Regions from separate parts of the Mus musculus genome. Here region 1 is linked to region 2. The links are chromatin contacts, called in public Hi-C maps. All regions are on one chromosome and are shown on one strand. The core of a region is the stretch at or near the end of the contact, and the rest is flanking DNA. Distances in the headings are between cores, read along the strand shown. Region 1 has its middle 13 kb from the start of Zcchc14. Region 2 has its middle 21 kb from the start of Gm26747.

Region 1 (7,188 bases), core at 2,047-4,546, 270 kb before region 2:
CAGGCAGGATGTGATTAACATCGCACTGGGTGTGACAGCCACCCTGCCTGCCAGCCCCCAAGCCCATTGTTCGGCAGCCCGGCAGCCCCCTTTCCTTCACCCCACCCTGCTGCAGCATGCCCAGACTCTGTGTGTCAGGTCCCCTCTGCTCCCTACCCAGCATTTATCCATGGTGCCAGCCCCCTAAAAATAGCAGCCTGCCTGAAATGGAGGCCTAAGGCGAACTCCACAAGAGGAGACAGCCTCCCCCTGTGCCCTGGCCCAAGCCATTCGTGAGCTGTCTACCCTGAAGCTGAGCAGAGGGCCTGCCTTCGCACGCTGTTCTAAACAGAGGGAAAGCCAGCAGCAGGCTTCTGCTTATAGCCCAGGCGCCTGGCTCTGCTTTTGTCTTTCCAGGGATACTCTCCTCTTTCCGGGGCCCTCCATATCCCAGTGGGCTCAGCCTTGGTGTGAGAGAGGATGAAGGGAGATTGGCTGTGAGCAGACAGAGAGAGCTTGTAGTTCTTGCACCTCATTGCCTCTGTCCCACCACTCGGTCCTGGAACCCTCTCTGACCACATGTCTCATAGGCATCATTGAAAATAGCTGAAGACAGTGGCTGGAGAGATGGCTCAGCGGGTAAGAGCACTGACTGCTCTTCCAAAGGTCCTGAGTTCAAATGCCAGCAACAACATGGTGGCTCACAACCACCTGTAATGAGACCTGACGCCCTCTTCTGGTGCATCTGAAGACAGCTACAGTGTACTTATGTATAATTATAAATAAATCTTTGGGCCAGAGCTAGCAGGGACTGAGGGAGCCAGGCCGGGCAGAGCAAGCGGGGTTGACTGGCTCACAACTATCTGTACAGCTACAGTGTACAAATATACATAAATAAATAAATCTTTAAAAGAGAATGAAGGAGCCGGGCAGTGGTGGTGCATGCCTTTAATCCCAGCACACAGGAGGCAGAGGCAGGCGGATTTCTGAGTTCGAGGCCAGCCTGGTCTACAAAGTGAGTTCCAGGACAGCCAGGGCTATACAGAGAAACTCTGTCTCAAAAAACAAACAAACAAACAAACAAAAACAAAAAAAGAAAGAAAGAAGGAAGGAAAGGAAGGAAAGGAAGAGAGAGAAAGAAAGAAAGAAAGTAAGAAAGAGAGAGAGAGAGAGAAAGAAAGAAAGAAAGAAAGAAAGAAAGAAAGAAAGAAAGAAAGAAAGGAAGGAAGGAAGAAAGGAAGAAAGAAAGAGAAAGAAAGCTGCAGAGATGGCTCAGTGGGTAGAGCACTGGCTGCTCTTGTAGAGGACTGGGTTCGATTCCCAGCAACCACATGGTGTGGGTCACAACTGTCAGTAACCCTACTCCTAGGGGAATTCAATGCCCTTTTCTGGTCTTCACAGTTGTGGCACACACACAAAATAATTTAGATGAATAAAAAGATTAGCAAAAGAACCGGACATGGTGGCGCACTTGAGAGTCAGAGGCAGGCGGACCTCTGTGAAGAATGCTGGGAACTTGAGTGAGCTGTGGTGGTGTGACAAGGCTCAAGGAGTCAGTTCTGTGGTCTCTGGAAGCATCTTCTTTGTCACGCTGTCACATGTCATTCCTACACTGAGTTGGTAACCCCACTGTAAGGGGAGAAGAAGAAATGGCCGGGATGTGTCTCCTGAGAGTCATTCTAAAACACCGGTGAGCCTGGAGGGTTGGTGTCCCCCGGAACCTGGGAGACGAGGCAGGAGGAGGATGAGCTTGAGGCTAGTCTGGGTTATGTGGTGAGCACCAGGGCAGTTCTCAAACACAAACAATAACCCAAAAAACTAGCCGGGCGTGGTGGCGCACACCTTTAATCCCAGCACTCGGGGGGCAGAGGTAGGCGGATTTCTGAGTTCAAGGCCAGCTTGGTCTACAAAGTGAGTTCCAGGATAGCCAAATATATATATATATATTTGGGGTTTTTTTGAGACAGGGTTTCTCTGTGTAGCCCTGGCTGTCCTGGAACTCACTTTGTAGACCAGACTGGCCTCGAACTCAGAAATCCGCCTGCTTCTGCCTCCTGAGTGTTGGGATTAAAGGGAGTATATATTTTTTTAAGATTAAAAAGAAAAGTGTTTGCTGTGGACATGACCATAAAGAAAAGTTCCCATGGGGTTTTTCCAACACTACCTGACTAGCAGTTAACCTGTTGGGGACATTTGGTGATGAGCAGCAAATCCTTGCCCAGTTACTAATGATGTGTAGATGGTTCCAGAATGCTCATCTGATTACTCCCAAGTTCTTATGCAGGGCTAAAAAGCACAACTGGGTGACATTTGAGAAAGGTAACCTGGATGGACAGCAAAAAGCGGAGGGGCTGGTGAGATGGCTCAGTGAGTAAGAGCACCCAACTGCTCTTCTGAAGGTCCTGAGTTCAAATCCCAGCAACCACATGGTGGCTCACAACCATCTGTAATGAGATCTGACTCCCTCTTCTGGAGTGTCTGACGACAACTACAGTGTACTTACATATAATAACAATAAATAAATCTTTAAAAAAAAAAAAGAAAGAAAGAAAAGCGGAGCGTTGAGGATGGAGATAGCTCAGCTGGTAAAGTGTTGGCTACGGAAGCGTGAGAGCCAGAGTTTGAATTCATACTGGGCGTGGAGAAAGCCAGTCTTGGTGGTTTGTCCTCGTACTCCCAGCTCTAAGCTATAAATGAGAGGTTATAGCCATCCCATGATTGACACAAACTCAACAGACTATTTTCCCTCTCCCTTCCTCTCCCTCTTTCTCTTTCTCTCTCACTTTTCCAGGCAGGGTTTCTCTGTGTAGCCCTGGCTGTCCTAGAACTCACTCTGTAGACCAGGCTGGCCTCGAACTCACAGTGATCCGCCTGCCTCTGCTTCGCAAGTGCTGGGATCAAAGGGTGTGCGTCATCACCACCTGGCTGGAGGCTGTTTCTTAAGAGCAGAGAAGATGATGGAAACTCCTGCTGTCAGCCATGCCGCTGGGATGTGCTTGGTGACATAAAACAGTCCCTGTGAATTGAGCAGAGCATCGGAAACACCAAGCATGGAGCATCAGACAGAGGTCAGGCAGTGTGGCAGAGCGAGGTAAAGGAGGCGTGGGTAACAGCGCACACCAGGGCTAGGGTAGGCGCTGCAGTGGCTGCCGGCTAAGCAGCTTTTGCCCAAAGGAGCCACCGAGGGACAGCTGGGAGCCTTCCAAGAGCAGGCAGTGCGGACTCACTTCCTGGAACTCAGCTGAGCCTCTTTCTCTAGGAGACCCCAGACGTTGTCCAAATAAACAAAAGGCTGCTGGGAAACGGCGGCCAGGAGGTCAGGGAGGCTGGCGCAGCCATGGGGAGGAGGCGGAAGTCAGTGTGGTTCTCGGGAGCCTGGGATTGTGGGCTGTGGGCTCTGTGGCTAGCAGCTGGCTCCTGGAGTCTAGGCTCTGCGCAACAAACAGCCCACATGCTGGCAGGCCCGGCCCAACCGCACCAGCGGACACAGGGGCTGGGCCACGGGGATCCATGGCTTGTACCAGGGTGAACACAGACTCTCATGTTTGTTCTTTAAAGCCTCCTGGCTCTTCAGCATCCTGTGAGGGTTACAGACTCATGAGCCTTAAGAAGAAACAGACTGGGACTTAGGAGGTATCTCTTCATCCTGTACCAGCCTTGCAATCCTGAGGACCTGAGTTTGATTTCCAGAACCACATAAAAATAAATAAATAAATAACATAAGCTGGGTGGAGCGGCTTACACTTGTAATCCTAGCACTGGGGAGCCAGAAACAAATAGATCCTTCAGGCTCTGTTTGACAACGCGCCTAGCCTATCATGTCTCAACAGCAACAGAAAAGTCTGGAAGGTGCTTAAGGAATAATTTCTGGGGTTAACCTGTAGTCTCTAGAAGACAGGCAGGCAGGCAGGCAGACAGACAGACAGACAGACAGACACACACACACACACACACACACACACACACACACACACATACACACACACAAAACAGGAGCCTTCACTGGCTACAGATGCATCCAGTGAATACCTTCACAGAGGTTTTTGTCTGGATATCAGGAATGCCTTCAGCCACTCAAAACCCAAAACCAAAGAAACAATAAAACAGCACTAGCTTGTGTCTGTGATCAGCCAGGGCCTGTGGATATTGGGAAGACCTTTTCTTCATCGCTCGCTCTTTAGATCAGACTAGAACCAGACCTTCCCTGGATCTGCATGGCACATTTAGGACCAGGATTCTAAGGAGAGGCAGAGGCCAGGATTGCCCCATAGTATTTGGATTCTGAAAGCCAAAGATCCCCTCGGCTACGTTTGACACCTGCAAACTGCCCAGAAGGGGGAGATGGCAGAAGGAAGGAGTCGCTCCTGGGTCCTAACACACCCACAAGACTGGATAAAGCCAATACCAAACATCATGCTAGCTAGCCTTTGTCTACCCGCAAGACCCGCCCAGAGCTTCAAGTCTCCTGTGAGCCTTTGTGTGTGTTTCTGAACACACTACATGCTGTGTGCACAGGGTCTCCCGCCTGTGTGATTTCTGCCTCACAAGGGGGGAAGCTAGCCCCACTTCCCACCTGTGTGATGTCTGCCTCACCCCTGCTACCCTGTCTTCAGACTAGACTGTACACTTTACCTACGAGTCAGAGTAAACTCCTGTAGGTTGCTTTGTCAGGGTGGTTTATTACAGCAATAGGAAAACACACACAGACACACAGACACAAAAGTTACACACAGAAACTGAAAAAGTTACAGCAAAAGCCTAAGACACAGACATCTCACCGATGGACCCCGCAGCTGGGGCATCCCGACTGCTTCTCCCAGGGAACCCAAGAGAGGCATAAGCTGTGGAGCAAAGGCATCCGCGCCACCAGGCCAGCCTGGAGAGGACATCAAGAAGCTGCCAGAGGGACAAACAGAGTTCACGGACTTCAGTCCACCTGAAGCACCTGAAGAGGGGTAAGAGCTGAGTGTTGGGGGATCTCTGGCCAGCCCTCCGTGGTAGGGCTGCAGGTGAGGCAGATAGTCCCCCGAGTCACACAGTGAGTCAGAGGAAGAGCACTGGGGCCAGCACAGGGCTCACCTGTCAGGCTTCTTTTGAGGATGCGAGCTCTCCACTAGGGAGCATAAGGAAATACATTCATGACGTCAGGGTCTCCCTGGCTCCCCAGCCTTCATGCCCACACTGTCCCCTCACACCAGAAAAGACCTAATGTGTGCTAGGCAGGGTGGCGTATACCTGTGTGCATGTGTGTGTGTTTGTGGGTAGGGGAGTGTAGAAAGAGAGAGAAAACCCAGCACAAAAAAACTCACAAGTGTGTGTGTAGTCGCTGTTGAGAAAATCCAAATCAAACTGGTTATAGATACTCCTGAGAGAACCATTGCATTTTGTCACCACAAGCCATCCTGGCATCTGTACAACAAACTAAACATGGGCAATACCCTGGATCTGCTAGACAGCTGGGCAAGCAGGACACATCTGGAAGGCTGGCTTCTCCCACTTGTCCCTGCCCAGCACCACCAAAAAGGAGCATCCCACGGCAGTGTGGCGCTCACCTCGGGGAAAGTCAAGGGGAAAGCTACAGGAGCAGCTTCCATGAAGCGGGGCTAGCTCGCACCACGGTGAGGCGGACATCACACAGGTGGGAAGCGGGGCTAGCTCGCACCATGGTGAGGCGGACATCACAGCCCCACCATCACATCCACGGTTCAGAAGAAAAAGGTGAATGCTTGAATGCTGGTTCAGATGGCTTTCTCCATCTTAAACAGTCCAGGAGCCCTGCCTAGGGAATGGTTCTGCCCATAGTCAAGAAGGGTCTTCCTACATTAATGAATACAATCAAGATAATCCCACACAGGCATGCTCAGAGGCCTCCTTCCAAGGCGGCTCTAGATTCTGTCAAGTCGACAATGATACTAGCCCCAAGAGTCAGCAAATGAGATGGAAGCATAAATCTGTTAGTCTTTCAGGAGAAGAAAAAATAGGTTTGGTTTTTACCTCCATAATGAGGCATTACACCTTTGTCCCCTGGTCCGGCACTGAAGGCACAACTTGTACGAAAACATCCAAAGCCATGTGAACATTGTCCCTGACATAACTGACTGACACAGGGCTTCCTGCCTTATGAGAAAACAAACTTCATGTTTATGTCACTATTCATTATAGCCAATACGCTGTAACATTGTAGCTGTTGTTGTACCTGTGATAAAATGCTTGGCTACAGTGCCTTTAAATGACTTAATGGATTTATTTGCACTCGAGTCCCGTCTGTCACGGCATGGAGAACATGGAGGAGAGCAGCTTGTTGCTTGCTAAGGATGACCCTAAACTTCTAACCATCCTGCCTCCACCTCCTAAGTACCGGGACCATGCACTTGTGCCACTGTATCTGATTTATGCAGAGCTGGGGGGTGGAACCTGTGGTTTTCCTCACACTGCTCAAGGACTCTACCAACTGAGCCATGTCCCCGACCCAAGCTGTACCTGGGAGAACTTCCTTTCCTCATTTGGTGACTAACGGGTTAACCTCGACGGCCCTCCAAGGCCCTCCCCTGGAATCTGCTTCCAGCACAGGTCTTTTCCATCCTGGGATTATTGCCAGAAGATAAGGAAACACCAACACTATTTTGGAAAACTTCCACTTTGCGAGCATTCCAAGAGAAACCAAACTAGTCCTAATTGATGGGTAAGACCATCAAAGGAAGGAACGGCCAAAGTCCATGGTCCGCACAAAAGTGGACTTTGCTTAGAAGAAGCATCACCGAGACTTATGCAGGAAGTCAGACCGACCACTGACAAGTGTGAATGAGCGCCTACTGTATAAGCAGGACCCACTGAGAGTTGGAAGTCCACAGCCACAGGGTGTTAGAGTGGTCTCTGCTCTTTAGGGGCTTCTGCCCTCATTGGGGAATGTGTCATGTGTCAGTGGGGCTGACCTGTTAGGACACCACAGGCTGCGTGATGTTCGATCACACTGACGGCCACCTTGGCCGTCTGTACAGGTGTCCCAGAAGTCATCCCTGGGAAAACAACGTGTTGGGATATCAAAGAGGACCAAAGGGTGGGAAGGAGCCGCAGGGGTGACAGGTGGATATGTGGGTTTAGAAAAAAAATCCAGACCCACGGCTCAGTTAGCAAAGCCCTTGCCCTGCAAGCGAGAGAGCCTGATTTCAATCCACAGAACCCATGCAGAAAGAGCCGGTGTGATAGCAC
Region 2 (6,439 bases), core at 3,744-6,243:
TGCCCCAGTGTAGGGGAATGCCAGGGCCAGGAAGCAGGAGTGGGTGGGTTGGTGAGGCGGGGGGTGGGGTGGGGGGGTGGAAGTGGGGAGGAGATAGGGAGTTTTCAAAGGGGAACCAGGAAAGGGGGATAACATTTGATATGTAAATAAAAGCCAGGCAGTGGGTGTGCACACCTGTAATCCCAGTACTTGGGAGGCAGAGGCAGGCAGATTTCTAAGCCAGCCTGGTCTACAGAGTGAGTTCCAGGACAGCCAGGGCTACACAGAGAAACCCTGTCTTTGAAAAACAAAAACAAACACAAACAGACAAACAAAAAAGATCCTTGTTTTGCAGTGTCAAAAAGCCAAGTCTTTCTGACTCAAGAGATCCACCCAAAACAAAGGGGGCGGGGCTCAGACTGGATGCTACTGCTGCCCACTGATGTCCAGTTCAGCCCTGTGTTATCACGTCTTGTCATGGGAAAGCTTCCAGTTTTCCCACAGAGGCACCCAAACTGAGAGTCAGAAACTGGAGCAGCAGGGGGCCCTCGGAGCTTGCGTGGCTCTCCGTGCAAATCTCCTTTGATCCCGGTGCCCCTCCCCCATGGCTCCTTAGATTCCCAGTAGCTTCTTGCTCTCTGAGTCGGTTGTGAGGAGCCCGGTTTTCCTCATTCACTTACTGAGAGGTGGCTCCTCCTGTTTCCCTGTTGTCCACCCTAACAGGTACAGTGCAGGGGCGTGGCTCTGGGCATAAATCTTAGCTCAGACACTGGTGGCTAACGGGGGTTCGCTAGACAGGGGTGGGGGGTAGGGGTGGGGGGTAGTCTATGAGAGAACACCTGGCCACTGCAGCATGGGCTTATGGGGTGTTTCACGGATTTCGGTCCTGGGCTGGGGACGGCTAGCTGTCATCTCTGTTACTGTTACTGTGTGAGGAAGCTGGGGTTAGTCCAGCTGTGCATTCAGGTCACTGTGCCAACAAGTAGGGGCACGATCAGGTCTTTCCCCATGAGGTCTAGGCTCCTTGCCCGCAGTGCCATGGAGACATGGCCTCCATTCAGAAGTTAACTGTGAGGAACAATCCCCACAGGAAGGTTGCCTGTGGCTGGGCCTCCCTGGTAGCTCTCATCTCCTTTGTGCTTCTTCTAAACCTCCATGACCTTGGCCTTGGTGTACCAATATTTATCTTTAGAATTAGGTTGTCTAGCACAGAGCTAGACAAACTACTGCCTCAAGTCCTCACAGTCCCATGCAACTTTAACTCAAGGGCTGAGCCAGGTCGGAGCAGCAGAGAGGAGCTGAAGTCCACACTCCGAGCAGAGGACTGTCTTCTGTGTACATTGTGTGTGGTGTGCGTGGGAGGGAACGTCTGGGTCCCCAGAAGCAAGGTCAAGGTTGCTTATGTCTATCTGCTTTTGTGCTGGCCATCTTCATAAGGGAGCTGGCTAGGAAGACGTTCCTGTATGGCAGCCGTGTCTCGTGCTGCCGCTGGCCTGGTCCCACGAGTCCTGCAGACAGATTCTACTGCACACGGTCTCTCCGAAGTGGGGCTGGAGTAGCCTTGAAAGTTGTCTCTTGTTAGGTATTGTATCTGAAAACATGCTTGAAACCCTAATAGAGACCCCCTTGTAGGATCAGAATGTAGGTTCTTGGTCATCCCACTGGCACTTGATAGAGTTCTTTTTGCTGAGAAATAGAAACAGGCCTGACCCTGGCCTAAGGCTGGGCTAGGACACAGTCATGTGACCCGATGTACTTGCAATGCACAGACAAAAAGGAAAGCGTCTGCAGATGTTTACTGGCTGGGAGGACACTGGGGTGGAAGTAGTTGGTCCTAATGGCAGGTCACCCTCCCTGTCCTCTGAGTCTGTCCCCACCTCTCTTTAGTTTCTTATTTCTGTCTCTGCCTTTCTTTCTAATCAGGCCTAGGCTCCATCTTCTGGCAAAGTCCAGCAGGGGGCCTCTGAGAGACGAGGGTCCCCAAGTGAGTCACCATTATCTAAGGTGATGTCCAGGAGCCCTAACCGTGCCTGAGGATGCTGTTAGCTTCAAAGCTCTGGAGGATCCATCCTGCCACCTGAGCAGGGAGATGGATTCAAGGTGGCCTCAGTGGGAAGACAGGCAGGCAGGCAGACAGGCAGACAGATAGGCACACATACACACAAAGAGAGAGAGAGAGAGAGAGCCCCACTCATCTCACGTTTCCTTGTCATGGACTGTCCCTGTGACGGCAGTGTGACATGGGATCAACAATTTATTTATTTTTAACAGGGTCTTTAAAAATTTGTATTCTATGTGTGTGGGTTCACGGGTGCTCCAGTACTCGTGTGCAGGTCAGAGGACAATTCACACGCAGGTCCCAGGTTGTCGGGGTTATGTAAGAGCCGTCACACACTGAGCCTCTTGCTGGCTGGCTTGCTTTATTTGTTTTCTGTTTCTTTGTTTGTTTAGAGGCAGAGTTTGCTGTGTGACTCTGATTGGCCTGGAACTCACTATGCAGACCAAACTGGCCTTGAATGTGCGTGTGCACATGTGCTCGTGCGCGCGCGCGCGTGCGTGCGCGCACGCACACACACACGCACACACACACGCACACACACACACACACACACACACACACACACACACACACACACACAGAGTGATCCTTCTGTCTCTGCCTCAGTGCAGGACCCATGAACTTGTCCTTTGCAGGCAAGCAGCCTTAGGGGCAATGTGTGGCCTCCGTCCTTAGAACCTCATCGACCTCCTCCATCTGAGGCCCAGGCACCTGTGTGAAGGCAGCCTGTGGTACCTACCTGCTTGGGGTGTGCGTGCTCTGTAAATCCCCCTGCCTTGCTTCCAGGAGACTCATGCATGGCGTTTTCTATCAGGGTGGCATTTTCTGTCAGGTAAGGGGCAGGCTTGCTCTCTTGGGCTTCCTGGTGCTGTACACATGAATCTTGGCTTATCTTGCCTTCCTGGCTTTGGAAATGAGCAGACTGGGATGAGCTTGTCACCGTGCACAGCTTCTACACTGGAATGCACACAGCGTAGTTCTGAGAGCGGCCCCTGCCCTGCATTCTCCTCCTATTCTCAAAGGCAGCTGCCTCTCTTCACTCCTCAGGATTTATTCTTCCAGCTGAAATGTCCCGGACAGTCCCCCCTCCATTTTATTAGGCTAATAAAACTTGGTTTTCTAGCACTTGGTGCCCCAGGAGGGCAATCCACCCCTCATCTAATTCATCACGGGCCCAATGAGAAGTTCTGAGGTCCCAGCCTCCATCCCCAGCTCACTGGGCCTCATAAAGGTGAGGCCTCTGGGTTGCACCTCTGGTTTTTGCCTGCTGGGCAGCCCCAGTGTCACTTATAATTTATATAAGGCTCCTCTGCTCACTTGTCCCGAACCCACACACTATGCCACGAAGCCATGGCTGCCGTAAAATGAAAGCGTGGCTGCTGGCGTTTCAGAACATTCCATCAAGAGGCTGGTGGGAAGCTCTCCTGTTTACATTCGTGAGGGGCAGCTCTGTGGGAGTCAGGGTGATAGTTTGAAAGAGGGGGTTTGTTTGGCTAGAAGAACCAAAGGTGCTGTTTAAAATAAATAAAATTTAAACAAAGCATTGTTTGTGTGCACACATCCACGAACATCAGATCTCTGAATTCTTTTGCCCGTGCTTTGTGACAGCTAAGGTTTGTTTTCCGCTTCTTCAGAAAAAGCCTGTGGTGGTGGTGGTGGGGGGGGGCAGTGTGTGTTTGGTGTGTTCCAGGCATAGCGACCGACCAGGCTCTACCCTGTTCCTTTCTCACCTTAAAGACGCATCATTTCCCGAGGCTTGAACTAAGCCTGCTCCAACACAGTTGAAAGCCAGACTGTACCAAGGGCTAGAGGGACATTTACCGGCTGGATGGCTCTCAGAGCCTCCTCCGCATGGTAATTCAATCTTGTCAGCTTGTAATTACTGCCCTGGTTCATCTCCCCTGGCTCAAATCTCCACAAAATGCCTCTCCATTATTACCTGCCCTCCCTGAGGCCATGCCCGGGTGGTTGCTAATAAGCTACTCCAGCCTCTAGCCGCTCAGGGTGACCATTTTCATCCCTCTTTCTCCCAATGCTCATCCTGAGTTCTGAGGGTTGCACACAGTCAGGAGAAGGATAAGGAGGAGTTGGACAGGACTCCTGTAAGGTTCTTTGCTCTTATCCACCTACCTGGCCACTGGACTCAGCCTTGGCTGGGCTGAGATCCGGGGGGACTTCTTTTGATGGACATCTGATAGGACAACTGTCTTCTTCTGCAGGATGTGACAGTTGAGGGAGATTTCAGACCTCAGCAGTCAAGGAAGCTTGTCATGGCCTGGGCTGGCAATGGCCTTCTTCAAACGGAAGCATCAGCGTGAAAGGTAGCCAGCAGCAGAGACAATGACATAGGAAATCTCACTGAGCTAGCTCTTTACTGGGGTAGCTGGACTCAGAAACACCCCAAATCCCACCCTTATCACCCACAGCAGTCCCAAGCCTATATGCCGAAGTGTGTTGGACGGCTGTGACACCCTGGAGGGCCTCATTGGCCAGAGTGCTCGGGGCATGTCTGAGTTGTTGGAGTCTAGACCTGAGAAAGCTAACAGGGGTGCCTTGTTGTCAGGGGCAGCCAGCCTCAGGCCGCACCTCAAAGGTACCAGAGCCTGGCCTTGGCCTTTCTCGGCTCCCTGCATCCCACCCTTGGGTGCTGGAGTTGGAAGTCCCTCCGGTTCCCCTTCTTTCCAGGCTCCCTCTTGCTGCGCTCGCTCGGGCTGATGGCGGATTATCCTCCGAAAATCCACTTGGAAGGGATTTTTGTTTTGTTTTGTTTTCTCTACTTGACACTTGAGAGTAAAGTAGGCCATTTATCTTCCAGGCAGAAGAATTTCAACAGTGCGGCCTCTTGGTGCGGCTCGGGCTCCGGGTGTGGAGACAGCTTTAGGTCTCCTTGCAGGGGCTTTGGACAGTCTTAGCTGCTGCCTCCTAAACTCGTGAGCTTTTCTCCCCTCCAGCTAATCCCCTGCCTGCCACCCCTCCCCTGGATCCAGCCCACCTCAAGCTCCACAGACTGAAAGGCGTATTCATGCTCCAGCCGGCTGTTTGTTTAAACTCACCCTGTGTTAGTCCGTGTTAAATGCAACAGAACGAGAAGAAATGGAATTTTCTGCCGGCTTTTGATCAAAGAGAGGACTTGAAAAAATTCAAGACGGGTTCCTGCAGGACACTGTTAAACACAGGCTCTGCGTTTCTGCACGCCAGTGTTTAGTTGGCTGGAGGAACGAGTTCTTTATCCTTTTGATCTCGGGAAGAAAACACACATGCATACACACACACACACACATCACACACGTGTATACATATGACATGCACAAACACATGAACATATAAACACATACACATACATACATAAACATACATACACAGACCACAGACACAAACATGCATGCATCCCCTTAACATACACACACATAGGTATGCCATATGTGTATATGCACACTCATACCCCAGTCACACACATACATGTACACAGACACCGGCACCCATGCACATCCCCACACCATAAACAAGAAACTATGGCCATCCTTTTCCGAGACACCCCAGCTGTGGAGGACCACCCTTTAATGAATTTGAAACATGGCCCCACTGCAAAATGCAAACTCTTTGTTTTTATTCCTTTCATGGGAATTCAGGGTGAAGTCTCTCTGTTCTCCAGGCCACAGGATGCCGACCACATGCTCAGAACACCCTGTCTCTCTCACCCCATCTATCTTCGTGGTGGGACCAATCATGAAATGTCCATCCTGGCTCCCCAGCTTGGAGGCAAATGCCGATGAAATGTCCTTAACATGTCCCCATTTCCTGTCATCCAGGGAGATCCCCAGGGGCTCGGGCCGCTGAGTTTAAGGCAGGGACCGCAGATCTGCAGCAGAGTCGATGGCCGTCTCACGCAGGGAATTTGGAGGTTTCGATCAGCCTGATCCACAGCAGCCAGTCAAAGCAGCCTTCGTATTACATGGATACACAGGCTAATACCCCAAGCTCTTACTTAGACTGACCTGGGACCAGTGCAGGCCCTGGAAAAAGTTAAAACGTGCCCTGCCGCCTTCCCCCTCCTCACTCGCTTTTCCATTATGGAAAAAAACCCGATTTTTTTTTTTTTTAATTTGTTGTGTTTCTACAATCGATTGTTTGGTTATCGGCACTGCCCGTTTCCTGATGCTCATTTCTGTTTCGACACAAATCAGTCTCGTTTCCTTTTGGAATAAGGATCAGGCTGGGAAGTGGACCCAGAACCGTGAGTTTTCCCTCTGTTCCCTCCAGCCCCGAGCTCCTGAGCCCCGCTTCAGCTCTGGGGTGACTCTCCCCAGCCTCCTGGCTCTCCTGGGCCAGTGCAGGCAGCCTGAGCTCTGCTCTCCCCATTTAGGAAGGAGATTCTAGAATTTCTACACAAACATCACATAG

What was found. Hi-C and Micro-C count contacts between places; a contact is called where the count stands out from the background.
Region 1: a Hi-C map of nephron progenitors shows a contact between it and region 2, with 2.6 times the contacts expected there. The contact joins two enhancer-like sites. A contact is called at or near these places in 1 of 39 promoter capture datasets (liver), 1 of 484 Hi-C or Micro-C datasets (nephron progenitors) and 1 of 9 other capture datasets (adipose tissue).

The regions. Positions count from the first base shown.
Region 1 is chr8:121,661,614-121,668,801 of GRCm38.p6, reverse strand. No RefSeq gene overlaps it. Among named protein-coding and RNA genes, the nearest start is that of Zcchc14, 13 kb to the right of the region's middle. RefSeq lists an enhancer at 1-847. Within about 2 kb of position 3,296, at least 168 of the 459 cell types and tissues checked have an H3K27ac peak or open chromatin away from gene starts, as enhancers often do. A contact at or near this core is called in nephron progenitors, where this site is marked.
Region 2 is chr8:121,394,870-121,401,308 of GRCm38.p6, reverse strand. No RefSeq gene overlaps it. Among named protein-coding and RNA genes, the nearest start is that of Gm26747, 21 kb to the left of the region's middle. Within about 2 kb of position 4,993, at least 10 of the 459 cell types and tissues checked have an H3K27ac peak or open chromatin away from gene starts, as enhancers often do. A contact at or near this core is called in nephron progenitors, where this site is marked.